Regions from separate parts of the Capra hircus genome. Here region 2 is linked to region 1. A link is a contact called in public Hi-C data. All regions are on one chromosome and are shown on one strand. Each heading gives the region's core, a stretch centred on a gene start, on an enhancer-like site or on the middle of the called end of the contact. The rest is flanking DNA. Distances are from core to core; before and after follow the strand shown.

Region 1 (7,316 bases), core at 3,292-5,791:
GTTAAGTTTTGTTAAATGCTTTTTTCTTCGTTATTTGAGATGATCATGTGTTATTCTGTCATTTTGTTTATGTGGTGTATTGTATTGGTCAGTGTTCATATGTTGAAACATCCTTGCATCCTTGCACTTAGTCATGGTGTATAAATCCTTTTAACATGCTGCTGAATTCTGCTTGTTAGTATTTTGTTGAAGATTTTTGCATCAGTGTGCATAGTTTTCCTTTCTTGTAGCATAAAGACACTGTAGTATCAATGTAATGCTGGCCTTGTAGAATGAGTTGAGAACTCTTCCTTCCTCTTCAAGATTTTGGAAAAGTTTAACAAGATTGGTATTTGTTCTCCTTTAAACGTTTAGTGAAATTCACCAGTGAATCATCAGATCCACGACATTTTTTTTGAGGGATTTTTAAAATTAATAATTCACTCTGCTTACTCATTATAGTGTATATTCAAATTTTCTTTTTCTTGATGATTATGCCTATTTGTTTGCACTTCTGTGACCGGAAGCAGCAGTCTGCAATCAGAGCACAAATCTCCAATATTTGGAGGACAAGGTCCTTTTTGCCCAACCTGGCTCCCATAAGCTGTGTGCAGACTGCTTTAGGAGCACGTAATACATACAGGTGCCTGTGGGTTGGGGTGAGAGATGGGTAGATATTGCTGTTCAGAGAGCTAAAACTGATTAAATTAACCACTATTCATCATTTAAGGCTTCGCCTGGAAGTTGCAAGCATTTAACAGGCTTCAGAGTTGCCAAGTGGTTACAGAATCAGACAGATTCTGTCAGTACACTGTTGTCTAGTCTTTCTAGGGAGACTAATTTCTTGGTGCACTTTTCTCTGCCATCTTCTTTTCAAATTGATGAAGTTTGACATATGGAGAAGGTGGCGCTATTGGTAAAGAACCTGTCTGCCTAATGCAGAAGATGGAAGAGACATGGGTTTGATCCCTGGGTTGGGAAGATCCCTTGGAGAAGGGCATGGCAACCCACTCCAGTATTCTTGCCTGGAGAATTCCTATAGTCTGGTGGGCTATAGTCCATAGGATCGCAAAGAGTCGGACATGACTGAAGCGACTTCACACACACGCACGTATACACCCGTGGAACTGTCAGCACTATCAAGACAGTGAACATATCTGTCAATGTCAAAAGTGTGCTGCCACTTTACAATGACCCCCTTCTGTACCCACCCACTGTTCACTCTTGCCACCTCAGATAAACACCATAGGAATCATATTATATATAATCCTTTTTGTATGACTTCTTTAATTCATAATTGAGATTTCACTTACATTTTGTGTCTCAGTCATTGATTCATTTTAATTGCTGAATAGTATTCCACTGTGAAAGGGGCTTCCTTCCCTGGTGGCTCACAGGTTAAAGTGTCTGCCTACAATGCGGGAGACCTGGGTTCGATCCCCGGGTTGGTAAGATCTCCTGGAGAAGGAAATGGCAACCCACTCCAGTATTCTTGCCTGGAGAATCCCATGGACGGAGGAATTCCACTATATGAAATTCCACTGTGTGGCAATACCACAGTTTTGTATTCATCAACATCACCTGTTGATGAATGTTTGGGTTATTTCCAGTTTGAGGCTCTTAAAAATAAAGCTCGTAAGAACATTTTGTACACGTCTTTGCACTTTCTGCTTTTGTATTTGTTTCCAAGGGGTGCTGTAACCAAGTTCGTCAGCTTGAGTAGCTTAAAATGACCGACAGTCATTATCTCAGTTTCAGAGGCTAGAAGTCTGAAATCAGGGTGTTGACAGGACCATTTTCCTTCTGAAGACTCTGGGGGAGCTTATCCCCTTTTCCTAGCTTCAGAAGCTCCCAGCTCTTGGGAATCCTTGCTGTCTGTTGGCTTTTAACTGAATCACTCTACTCTCTGCCTCCTCTTCTCTGTGTGTCATCTTTTCTTGTAAGAACATAGGACCTACTTTACAATATGACCCCATCTTAACTAATTACATTTGTGAAGATCCCTGTTTGGATAAGGTCACATTCCAGGTAGACGTGAATTTTAGAGAGGACACTGTTTAACCTACTACAACTTTTCTTTCTGTTGGGTACATATGTAGGAGTGAAATGGCTGAGTCTTATGGTAGGTATGTGTGTAGCTTTTTGAGAAACTGCCAAGCTGTTTTCCAAAGTGGTTGTCCCATTTTACATTTCTGTCAGCAGTGTGAGAGGGCTTATAGTTGCTCCACATCCTGGCCAACACTTAATATTAAGGTCAGTCTCTTCACTTTAAGCCATTCTTTGGATGTGAAGAGGCTTCCCTGGTGGCTCAGTGGTAAAGAATCTGCCTGCTAGTGCAGGAGACATGAGTTTGATCCCTGGGTCAGGAAGATTCCCTGGGGACTACAGTCTGTGGGGTTGTCAGAAACGGCTTAGCAACTAGACAACAGTGGATGTGAAGTGATATCTCCTGTGGTCTTAATGAACATTTTCCTATTAACTAGTAATGTAGAGCATCTTTTCATGTACTGAATTGCCATCCATTTATTATTTTCTTTGGTGAGGCAGTATTTAGATCTTTGCCCATTTAAAAAATTGGGTTTTTTTTCTTATTATTGAGTTGGTGTTGGAGAAGAGTCTTGAGAGTCCTTTGAACTGCAAGGAGACCAAACCAGTCAATCCTAAAAGGAATCAGTCCTAAATATTCATTGGAAGGACTGATGCTGAAGCTGGAGCTCCAATACTTTGTCCACCTGATGCGAAGGGCTGACTCATTAGAAAAGACCTTGATGCTGAGAAAGATTGAAGGCAGGAGAAGAAGGGGATGACCCAGAGGATGAGATGGTTGGATGGCATCACCGACTCAATGGACATGAGTTTGAGGGAGCTCCAGGAGTTGGTGATGGACAGGGAAGCCTGGCATGCTGCAGTCCATAGGGTCGCAAAGAGTCAGATACAGCTGAATGACCAAATTGAACTGAAAAGTGACTCTAGGTAAAGTCCTTTGTTAGATATATCTTTTGCAAATATTTTCTCTCAGTCTGGCTTGCCTTTCATTTTTACAGAATATAGGTTCTGATTTAATTGCTCTGGTTTGGGGTCTAGGCATCAGGACTCTCAAAAACTCCCATGATTTTAAAGTGCAAGTGGGGTCCAGAACCACTGCTTCTAATGTGAGGTTTTGAAGAACTCTAATGTATGTATGACAGCTTCTTTTCTACAGGATAATTTTGGGAGAAAACCATAGTCATAGGTAAATTGTTAGTTGTGCTTCCACATCACAACCAGCAGATGGCAATAGTGTAACATGTATTAATAAAAAAAATTATTCTAGGTTATGGCCAGGTCAGTCAGGTTAAAAGGATTTGATGAGCTTTTAATATTAAACTGAAAGATACCTGTATAATTTTTCTTTGTCAAGTTAGTTTTAGTAAAGAGAGGAGCTGTATATGTAAATTTTAAGTGAATGAGGCAGAGCTCCAAATAATATCCATGTACTATTGATTCAACTACGTGAAATTCATTGACATCAATAAAAATAAAAAAGGTAAATTTGGAGCTATGAGGAAAGTGTTAGATTAATATTAGTAAGATTTTTTCCCTCTCATTTTCCTTCATTCTTATAATAGTGATACTATAAAATTACACCTTTTTTTCATATTCAGTTGTCCAGGTATGAATTTCTCTTTAATCTTCTTAATAGGGAAAATTTCAAACTTATGCAAAAGTAGAAAGACTAGAATAACAAACTCCTACTCAATGATTGTTAACTCATGGCCACTCTTATTTTGTTTATACTCCCACCATCCCTCCCTTGCAGCTCAGATCATTGTAAAGCAAATCTGAGCTTAATCACTTATCCTATAAATTATAAATTCAATTTTAAGCAACTTTCTTTGTATCTCTTAAGAAATATTCCTTTGTAAAGTGATATTTTTCTGACAGAGTAGGAAACCTTTTAGAACAGCAATTCTCAAACTTTTTGGTCCCATGACCCTTTTATGTTCTTAAAAATTAAGGATTCCTGAGAGCTTTTGTTCATGTGGTATTGTATCTTTTGATAATTACCAGACTAGAAATTAATCCAGAACCTTTAAGAGTAATATTAATTTAAAATAACAAAATAAAAACTATCACATGAACATAAATAATATCTTTTCTCAATAATAGCTCTATCATCTAAAACAAGAACACTATGGGAGAAGAGAGGCGCCATCTTACATATTTGTAAATTTTTCTAATTACCTGGTTCACTAGAAGATAGCTGAATTTTCATATCTGCTTCTGTATTCAGTCTTGTGGTTTGTTATTTTGGTTGAAGCATATGAAGACAATGGAGGCTCTTAGAGATAGTCTGAAAGGGTGAAAATATTTTATTGGCATTTTCAGATAGTTATTCTTCTCTGATATTACACCAGTCTCCTCTGTGCACCTGTGAGGGAACGAGTTTGAAAAAGGCAGATAATATCTTAGTATTATTATAAAAACAGTTTGTTTTTTAATTATTTACTTTTGGTTGGGCTGGGTCTTGGTCGTCGCTCAGCCTTTTCTCTGGCTGTGGCCAGTGGGGGCCACTCTCTAGTTGCAGTGCATGGGCGTCTGAGTGCGGTGGCTTCTTTCGTTGTGGGGCGTGGGCTCTAGGGCGCATGGGCTCCGTAGTTGTGGTTCCTGGGCTCTAGAGCACAGGCTCGATTATTGTGACGCTTGGGCTTAGTTGCTCCAGGGGTTGTGGGATATTTCCCTATCAAGGATTGAACCTGTGTCTCCTACATTGGCAGGTGGATACTTTACCACTGAGCCACCAGAGAAGCCTTAAAAATAATTTTTAAGCTTGAAAAAGTCTTAAAGATGTGCAGGGGTCCTCACACCACAGTTGAAGAACCACTGCTCTAGAAATACTCTGCTTTAGCTGTAGTTTGCTTTTTCTTTCTCTTTAAAAGTTTCAGTAATATTTATTTTCCTCAACTTTATTATGCAAACATTAACAAAGGAAGTTAAAAACAACAAAGACAGCAGCCTTACTACTCAGTGCATCTTGTATTTAGTTTCTTCTATTCCTTTAATTCTTATTCTTATTTCATCATCTTTCACTTTGTAAAATGGAAAATAAAAATAACTTGTTAATTATAAAAAATCTGCAGTTGAAATAGATAACTGTAAAGAAAGAAATAGTAGCCCACCGTGGTCCTCTCATTTTGAACTTTTGATGAAGCTGCTTTTTTTGTAACTTTTAATGAAACTTTAATCATGATAACAGTCCCCCTTAATCCTGTGATTTAGAACTTGTTAAAACCTTAATGACTTAAGATTCTGTTTTCTAGAAAAGAAATTGGAGAAAGGCAAATTGCCTGTAGTCCACTTAATTGAATTTTTAGGTTTAAGTTTAAATCAAACCATTTGTTCTGCTTGATAATATCTCTTCAGTTAATTGACAAAAGGGAGGCCTTCTGGTGTTTCTCTAACTACAGATTTAAAACAGCACACGTGACCTAAATGAAATGTCTGTATAAAACTGATCTAATGCAGGTTTTTTTTTTTTTAATTTGAGAGTTGCAGCTGCAAACCATGAAAGATGTGAACCAACTGAGCTCTTCATCCCAGTGTTCAGAACCTTCCACTCTCATCTTCTGTGGGTTTGAACATTTGATTATCTCTAAGATGCATAAGAGGTTTTCCCCCCGAATTTTTTTTTTTTTAAGTCCAGTGGTAAATGGCAAACTTCGCAGATTTGGTAGTTTAAAAAAAACCTGAGAAATGTAATTGTTTCTCAGGTATAGTTTTAAAATCATGTGCTGTGAAGTCTATTTATAAAAAGCTCATTAATGGACAAATGATCCTCAACTTACGAACATTTTACCCAATGTATACTTAATCACTAATGTTATTCCCCGTTTCCTTTTCTTCAGCTCCACAGTAAAACACTAGGCATGTGATCTCTGGATCATCCAGGTGGTTTGGTGCAAAAGTTGTGGTTAAAGATGTGAAACTTCTAGAAAAATCAATGAGTTCAGAGGCCCAGGAAGGGTAAAAATGTAAAAAGAAAAGCAAGCTGACTCCTTGCCTTCTCGACATTAGACATCTCCATTTCTTCATCCTTCTTCATTTGCTCTGAGATAGCACTTACTGAAATTCTTCCAACTGGGATCCAGTCATTTTTATGAGAATTAACTTAAAGCGGTGCATTTCCTCCTGATGGCTAGCTGAGTTCTGTTCTATAAGGGAAGGAGAATTATGTGCGACTGTAGTGGTAACTGCTGTTTTAGAGTTGGGTGGGTGGTTTTTAGACATGGAGGACATTTGGAGGGTAACTTCTGAGTCGGATGCTAGAGTGGTAGGTCTCACGTAGGTTACAGTGCTGGAGGCAGAGGGATGGGGCACCCTTGGTTGAGGAGGTTTGGACAAGGTAGAAGTGTGTGAAGAGAAACTTGACTTATTTTTTTCTTAAGCCAAGGGCAAGAAGGTCTGGTTTTTCTTATATCCTGTGATCTTTCCTCCCTCAGATCTAAGCTAGTACTTTTATTGTTATAATATAACCCCATGGCATAGTTTGGCTTGAAAACCAAGTCATTTTTTTATAAATCTGTGTTTATGAGAAAAGTATTGTAGGTTCTAAGTGAGCATTTTATAAATGAACTGTAGAAGCAGTGTGATGGAAGTGAGGTAGTACCAGAGTGGCCACAGTTTTAAGTTTTTGTTTTGCTTAGAAAATGTTGCCTCAGATTTCTGATTCAGTTTTTCTTTCAGTGTTGACTAAAGGTATCAATTTTCATTGCCTTTTCATTTGTTCTTCCAAGCGAATAGAATAGTGTGAATAAGACAGAAGAATAAAAACGATAACACATGGGTACTGAAGTCTTACAGCTGGCTTCTGAGGGAAGAGAAAACTACCAGTGTGAAAGAGCAACTGCTGAGATGTTGAGAATAACAGCAAAGGCCTCCTCCCTTCTCTCCAGCACCAGACTTCTGATCTTTATACGATGTCCATCTTGCAGTCTTTCTTATCTCAGTAAACAGAACTTCCTTCTTCTAGTTATTCAGATATCAAAAATGCAAGTCAACCTTAACTCCCCTCTTTGCATCATACCCCACCAGAAAATATAGCAGTTTTCTTCAGGGCATATATGACCACTTCTCATCACCTTTGGGCTTCCCTGGTAGCTCACTTGGTAAAAAACCCACTTGCAATGCAGGAGACCCTGGTTTGATTCCTGGGTCAGGAAGATCTGCTGGAGAAGGGATAGGCTACCCACTCCAGTATTCTTGGGCTTCCCTGGTAGCTCAGCTGGTAAAGAATCTTCTTGCAATGTGGGAGACCTGGGTTTGATCCCTGAGTTGGAAAGATACCTTGGAGAGAGGGG
Region 2 (6,470 bases), core at 2,599-5,098, 240 kb after region 1:
CAGCTATGTTTAGTCAAAGGACTGGTTACGCTAAAGGAAATGTGACATACTGACACACTTGACTAATACGAAAAGAGCAGATCCCTAGAGAAAAAGTGTTGTGTATATAAAGAAAAAATAAACATTAATTTGTCAAGCGTTTATTAAGCACTTTTCTGCCAGGCACTGCTGGTGTCTGAAGATAAAAAAAAATTATATATATATATATAGGTTCCTGGCTGTTAGGGAACTTATAGGCTGGTAGGGAGAGAATCAGATCCAGGAGTGATTTGAGTAAGGAGTGATAAAGGCTGAGGTTGAAGTAAGAACAAAGTGCTCTGGGAGCATAGAATTAGGGAAATTAAGGCAGGCTGTGAGGGTTGGTCAAGAAGAGTTTTTTTTTTTAACTGAAGTATAGTTGATGTATATTATGAAAGTTACAGGTGTAAAATATAGTGATTCACAATTTTAAAGGTCATGCCCCATTTATAGTTATTGTAAAATATTGCCTGTATTCCCTGTGTTGTACATATATCCTGGTAGCTTATTTATTTTATACATAGTAATTTGGATCAATTAATTCACATACCCTATATTGCCCCTTCCGCCTTCCCTCTCCACACTATAACCACTGGTTTGTTTTCTGTGTCTGTGAGTCTGTTTATTTTTTGTTATATTCACTAGTTGGTTGTATTGTTTTAGATCCCACATATTAGTGATATCATCCAGTATTTGTCTCTATGTCTGATTTATTTCACTCAGCATAATACCCTCCAAGTCCATCCATGTTGTTGGAAATGGCAAAATTTCATTCTTTTTTCCTGATGGAGTAGTATTCCATTGTGTTGTATTCCATATATATGGAATATATACATGCACGCACACACACATATATATCAATCCTAAAAGGAAATCAACTCTGAATATTCGTTGGAAGGACTAATGATGAAGCTTCACTATTTTGGCCACTTGATATGAAGAGCCGACTCACTGGAAAAGACCTCGAAGCTGGGAAAATTTGAAGGCAAAAAGAGAAGGGGAAGCAGAGGATGAGATGGTTAGTTAGCATTACCAACTCAATGGACATGAATTTGAGCAAATACCAGGAGATAGTGAAGGACAGGGAAGCCTGTGGGACACAAAAAGTCCTACAAGACTTAGCGACTAAACGACAAAAAATATATATACACCACATATTCTTTATCCCTTCATTTGTTGCGGGCCCTTAGGTTGCCTCCAAATCTTAGCAGTTGTAAATGATGCTGCTGTGAATATTGGGGTGCATGTATCTTTTCAAATTGATGTTTTTCTTCCTTTCAGATGTATACTCAGGAGTGGAATTGCCGGGTCATATGGTAACTGTCTGCAGTTTTTTGAGGAACCTCCCATACTGTTTTCCATAGTGGCTGCACCTATTTACATTCCCACCAGCAGTGGGAAAGGGTTCCCTTCTTCCCACATTTTCCCCAGCATTTGTTATTTGTGTTCTTTTTGAAGATGGCCATTCTGACAGGTGTGAGATGATAAAGGACAGGTTTTAAGGGACAAGTGAAAGTCAGTTAGAAAAGTGGGGAGAAGGCCCAGGAGAAGGTGGAGTCTGTGGTGAAGCGCCCAAGTGTGAAACAAGCAGTTGCACGTGGGCTAGTGTGGGGCGGGGAGACAAGAGTGTGGGCAGGAAGGAGATGAGGCAGATCCATGTGACTGAGCAGAGAAGCTGGAACAGTGCCTTGAAACCTATGGAGAGCCCCTGGGGGGTTTTGTTTAAATTAAAAAATTTTTTTTCTTTTCTTTTTTTTGGTTGCACCGAGCAGCATGAGGGATCTTAGTTCCCCACCTGGTGACTGATCCCAGGCCCCTTGCAGTGGAAGTGCAGAGTCCCAACTGCTGGACCACCAGGAAGGTCCCTGGGGGGTTTACGTGGTGGCTGCCATCAGTGTGCTTTGGGGGACAGTGTGGCAAACAGACTGGAGAGGATTAGGCATGAAGCTAGCGGCCAGTGAAAGGCAGTGACTGGAAAGTGAGGAGAGAGATGGCTAAGGAGATCCCAGAGTGGGGACAGAGAGGATGAGAGGCAAGGAGGGAGAAGGAGGCATCAGGAGCTTCTAGTTCCTGACCTGGGCTGCTTAGTGGGGAAATTGGAAGAAGAGTGGGTGGGGGAAGTGATGGGTTCTCTGTCGGGTGTTTTAATCTCAGGGGACCTAGAAATGTGGAGATTTCTAAGAGAATAAAATATTTGGGAGTCGTCAGCTTACTTGAGAAATAGCTGAAGTCAGGGTGAAGGCAAAGTCACCCAGAATTACGTGTAGATTCTAAGAATCAAGATGCGAACACCAGCACTTAAGAAACTGAGGGTAAGAAGCCAGCAAAAAATCTGAGAACAGCTCAAGAGACGGGAGGGAAATCGGAAGAGGGGCTGTCCCAGAAGCTGAAAAAGGCGAGAGGTATGAGAAGATGGTCATTGGAAGAGGCGTCCAGTGTGGCAAGATTGTGTGACTGTACAGATTGCTCACTAATTCAGGAAACTTGAGAAAAGGCCAGATTGAAAGAAAATAAAGTTTTCCTTATGATAGAATGTTGAATTACTTCAAATACACATTTATAAGGTTAAGCAAAGAGGTCCTTCAGGGCTGTGATTGCAAGATTTACCAGTAGTACGTTGAAATCATGGAAGAAAAATTTAGCAGCTATTTTATTTTGTAGGTGAAGAGACAAGGTCATTGAGGTTAAGGGATGTACCCAGCTAAGGGATGTTGGATGTGACCAACTTAGGTCACACAACTAAGTCGACCAGGACTAGAATCCATATCTCTAGATAATTTAGCCCTCCGCTGTTTACTCAGTGGTTAGTTCTCAAACTGCAGCTTGCCTTAGAGTCAACAGAGGGCTTTTAAAACTAGATTGCCTCACCCCCCTTCTCCCATGCCCCCACCTCTGGAGATCTTTGTCCAGTAGGTCCTGGGGAGGGCTTGAAAATGTCTTTCTTACAAGCTCTAAGTCCTTTATTGCTTCTGGCTGGGGACCACACTTTGAGGACCACTGCTCTAGATGCTTCTAGACACTTAAAAGTAGGGAGGATTTTAGAAAGCAGCTGGGTTTCCCAGGATGCTTGACCGTTCTCTAAGAAAGTCTCAGGATAGTAATTCACTTGGAAAGAAATTCATGTGAGTCAGTGTCCCTGTGGAAAGTATGAATATGGAACTGGACTTGATTCATTCAAAGCTCTGCCCTGAGTGCGCACGCTGTTCTAGACACTTTTCTTGGCATGGAAGATACAGTCCAAAACTCTGCCCTCAGGGAGCTTACCTTGTTTAGGAGACAGAAATATACCAGATAAATAAGTAAAATATAGACTACACTAGTGAGGGTGTTTAAGAGAAAAATGAAGTCAGAGAAAGGAGTAGAAATGTCAGGGCAGCAGGACATATTGAAATTTTAAGGAGGGTGGCTGGGAAGAGGAGAGGGCAACGGCGAAGACCTGAAGGAAGGGAGAGAGTGAGCTGGGTGAGTGCAAAGGCCCTGAGGTGGGCCCTCTTGGAAACACGGCAGGGAGGCACTGTGGGTGAAGTGGAGTGAGTCAGGGGAAGAGCAATAGGAAATGAAGTCAGAGATCTCAGAAAGCCAGGTCAATGCTGGGATCTTAGGAAAGGATTTTTCACATTTAGGAAATTCCTCCCTAAAAAGTTACTCCATTTCTCTTGGACTAAACCGTATTATCTATTGCTAAGGGAACATTAGGTCCCAAACTTGAGCTCTGGCTCTAGGGATACTGAAGGGTTATAGAAATTCCCTCCACAGAGTGGCTAAGGAGTTTGCTCAGCTGCTTGTTTTCTTCTCCAAACAATTGCCCACAGGCCCGTCTGCAGAGACAGGCCTAGGAGCACATGCGTTTCTCTGATCACCTTCTCCATGTATCTATGCACGGCCCCATCCCGCCCTCCTCATTCATGCCCTGTCCCACCCCCATCTCTTCACTCAATGCTGAGAGAATTGCCCTGGCAGTGTGTGCCACATTTTTTCTGTATTACAAATGACATTGTTCGCACTTCTGGGAAAAACGGACCCCACCCACGTGAGTCTTGGGCGGTGGCTCAGACCTTCAGTTTGTCAGTCTGCATTCTTTTTATGGTCAAGACTTTTGGATCCTGGCCCACCCCACAACCACCTGTACTGGGGAAAGAAAAAACCCAATGCTTTAAAGGACAGCCTAGGATGTTTGTCTTTCTGGAAGATTATTGAATTTATATTTGAATGTATAGAAGGCAAACTATTAGGCTTGATGGAACATTGTGCTAAGAAAGCTTTGCTTTTTCTTATATTCTCACACATACAGTCTGACCTCGAATAGGATTGGATCTATAGCACAGCAAGGTGTTTGTGGTCTGTGAAGTCTCAGACTAGGTCCTGCCCCAACACGCAGGACCAGAAAGATGTAGTCCTGGAGTCTGGGGGGTTATATCCTAGGCCTCTGAGAATAGAGGAATATTTATGAGAATTTATGTTTTCATGTCGGGACATGAGACGTATTTTCTAGCAGAACAAAAGAGAATTCTAAGCTCCCCCTCACAATTTGGTTTTGAGTCTTCAGAGACTATATCTGTTTCCTTGAGTGGAATATAGTTTTGAAGCTAATACTAATATTGACAAATTAGTAAGTTATCTGTGGGTTAAAATGATTAAGTATTGGATTTAAGAACAAATGAGTTTTCACTGATGACTTTTCTTTCCAGACTTGAATTTCAGGCTCTTAGTGGCCCATGTAGCGTAAAGGGTGAGTTTCCCCACCTCTCTGGAACAGCAACTCTGTCCCATCCAGAAAAATATACCACATGTGGGATGCTCTAGGAGCTTAGATGACCTGTCCCACTCCTGGAGTCTGGGGGCTCTTTGGCACCCAGGGGCATTTTTTGTTGATCTCTAGAATCTTAGGTGGTGGGGGCTGAAGTGACCTTGAAGGTCAGTTAGTTCAAGTACTCCTTTTATGTTTAAAGTGTGTCTCAATATCCTCACTAAGTGGTCTAGCAGCTTTGGTAAAACACCTCTAGTTTGCACCTAGGAAGGACATTAAGTGAGAAGAGAGACCCCAGTTATACTTACTGAAGAAGGCCTTTGTGCGGGAGCTGAGTTTTGATGTGGTTAATCTGCTCAGTTCAAATGAAAGTCAGTTCAATTAAAAGAGAGGAAAAGGAAACTTGGCCAATGTCTCTCTTCTTTTGCCAAATGAAACAGTATTGTGGATGCAGAATCGAGACTACCTTTTTGGAAAACAGCTAAATGGCAAGCACCCTACACTCGTATTTCCCTTCTAATTAAAAAACAATGCCATTAAAAAAAAAAGAAAAAGAAAAAACAATCCCAAATGCCAGACCACAACAGCAAAATGTTTCACAGTGCCCCCACCCCAATAAACCCTCGTTTCTTGTCTCCACCAACAAAAACAAATTTTATGGCCCAGTCTGTACATGAATCACTCTGTGGAAATGATAGCAAATGCAATAACCCCAGACAGCTGCAATTATCTAAATGTCTCCTTATTAGCCATTTGAATGGTTGAAGCCTTATAATCAAATCAGAATGAATGCTAATCGAAATCTAATAGAGCTTACATCCGTTTGATTAGGTATCAGAATTTGATTCCGATATTGTTAAGTTACAGCTATGGCCCATCAAGTCACACTAAAAATACATTTTATAACCTTATTGGCAAAAGGAGATAGATTCTTTCCATAAACAAGGGCAAACTGGAACTGGTTTGCACTGTGCCAGCGCCACCTACCGGGGTTTAGTGGAACTGCAGAGATCATCTTTCCTTGGAAGTGGGGCACAACTATTTGTTGTTTGATTCCGAGAAGGTTTTTGAAAATTAAGCAAGAGATACTGCCCACGTTTTTAATTCTATAATTAAATATGACTACTTATCATGGAGAATATTAATAATGATTATTTCTGGGAAAGTGTGTGTTGGCAAGAACTAGAGGTAAAATTGGCTGGACTAGGTGAGACCAGTTAATGGAGGGCTGCTGGGTGAATAGCTGCAGAAATGAGCCTTAGCACTCCCCATGTCCTAACTGACTCCATTCCTCCCCTTCTCTCTGCTAATGGAAGATTCACTTACTGTTTGTAATACCTCTGGAATAAATAACAGGTACTGAATCTCTGCTGTGGTACAAATACAGTCTCAAAATCCTGTTGAAATATAAACTGTGGTCCCTTCCTGAGGGGGTTTGTAATCAGTTCTGTGAAGAGTTTGGAAAAAATACATGATACCTCATAGTAGCAATTAAGGGCTAACTTTTGTCATATAGTAGCGTGCTAAGAAAGAATGGTTGGGATGTAAACTTTTAAAAATTGAAGTATAGTTAATTTGCAATGTTGTGTTAGTGTACAGCAAAGTGATTCAGTTATATATATATACATATATATGTATATACATATATTCTTTTTCATATTTTTCCATTGTAAGTTATTATAAGATATTGTGTATAGTTTCCTGT

The links. Hi-C and Micro-C count contacts between places; a contact is called where the count stands out from the background.
Region 2: a Hi-C map of blood shows a contact between it and region 1, with 3 times the contacts expected there. The contact joins two enhancer-like sites. A contact is called at or near these places in 4 of 5 Hi-C or Micro-C datasets (blood and liver).

What each region holds. Positions count from the first base shown.
Region 1 is chr21:44,820,795-44,828,110 of ARS1.2, forward strand. The region is part of intron 4 of KIAA0391 (mitochondrial ribonuclease P protein 3); the gene reads left to right. Among named protein-coding and RNA genes, the nearest start is that of KIAA0391, 18 kb to the left of the region's middle. Within about 2 kb of position 4,542, at least 1 of the 5 cell types and tissues checked has an H3K27ac peak or open chromatin away from gene starts, as enhancers often do.
Region 2 is chr21:45,064,498-45,070,967 of ARS1.2, forward strand. No RefSeq gene overlaps it. Among named protein-coding and RNA genes, the nearest start is that of NFKBIA, 13 kb to the left of the region's middle. Within about 2 kb of position 3,849, at least 1 of the 5 cell types and tissues checked has an H3K27ac peak or open chromatin away from gene starts, as enhancers often do.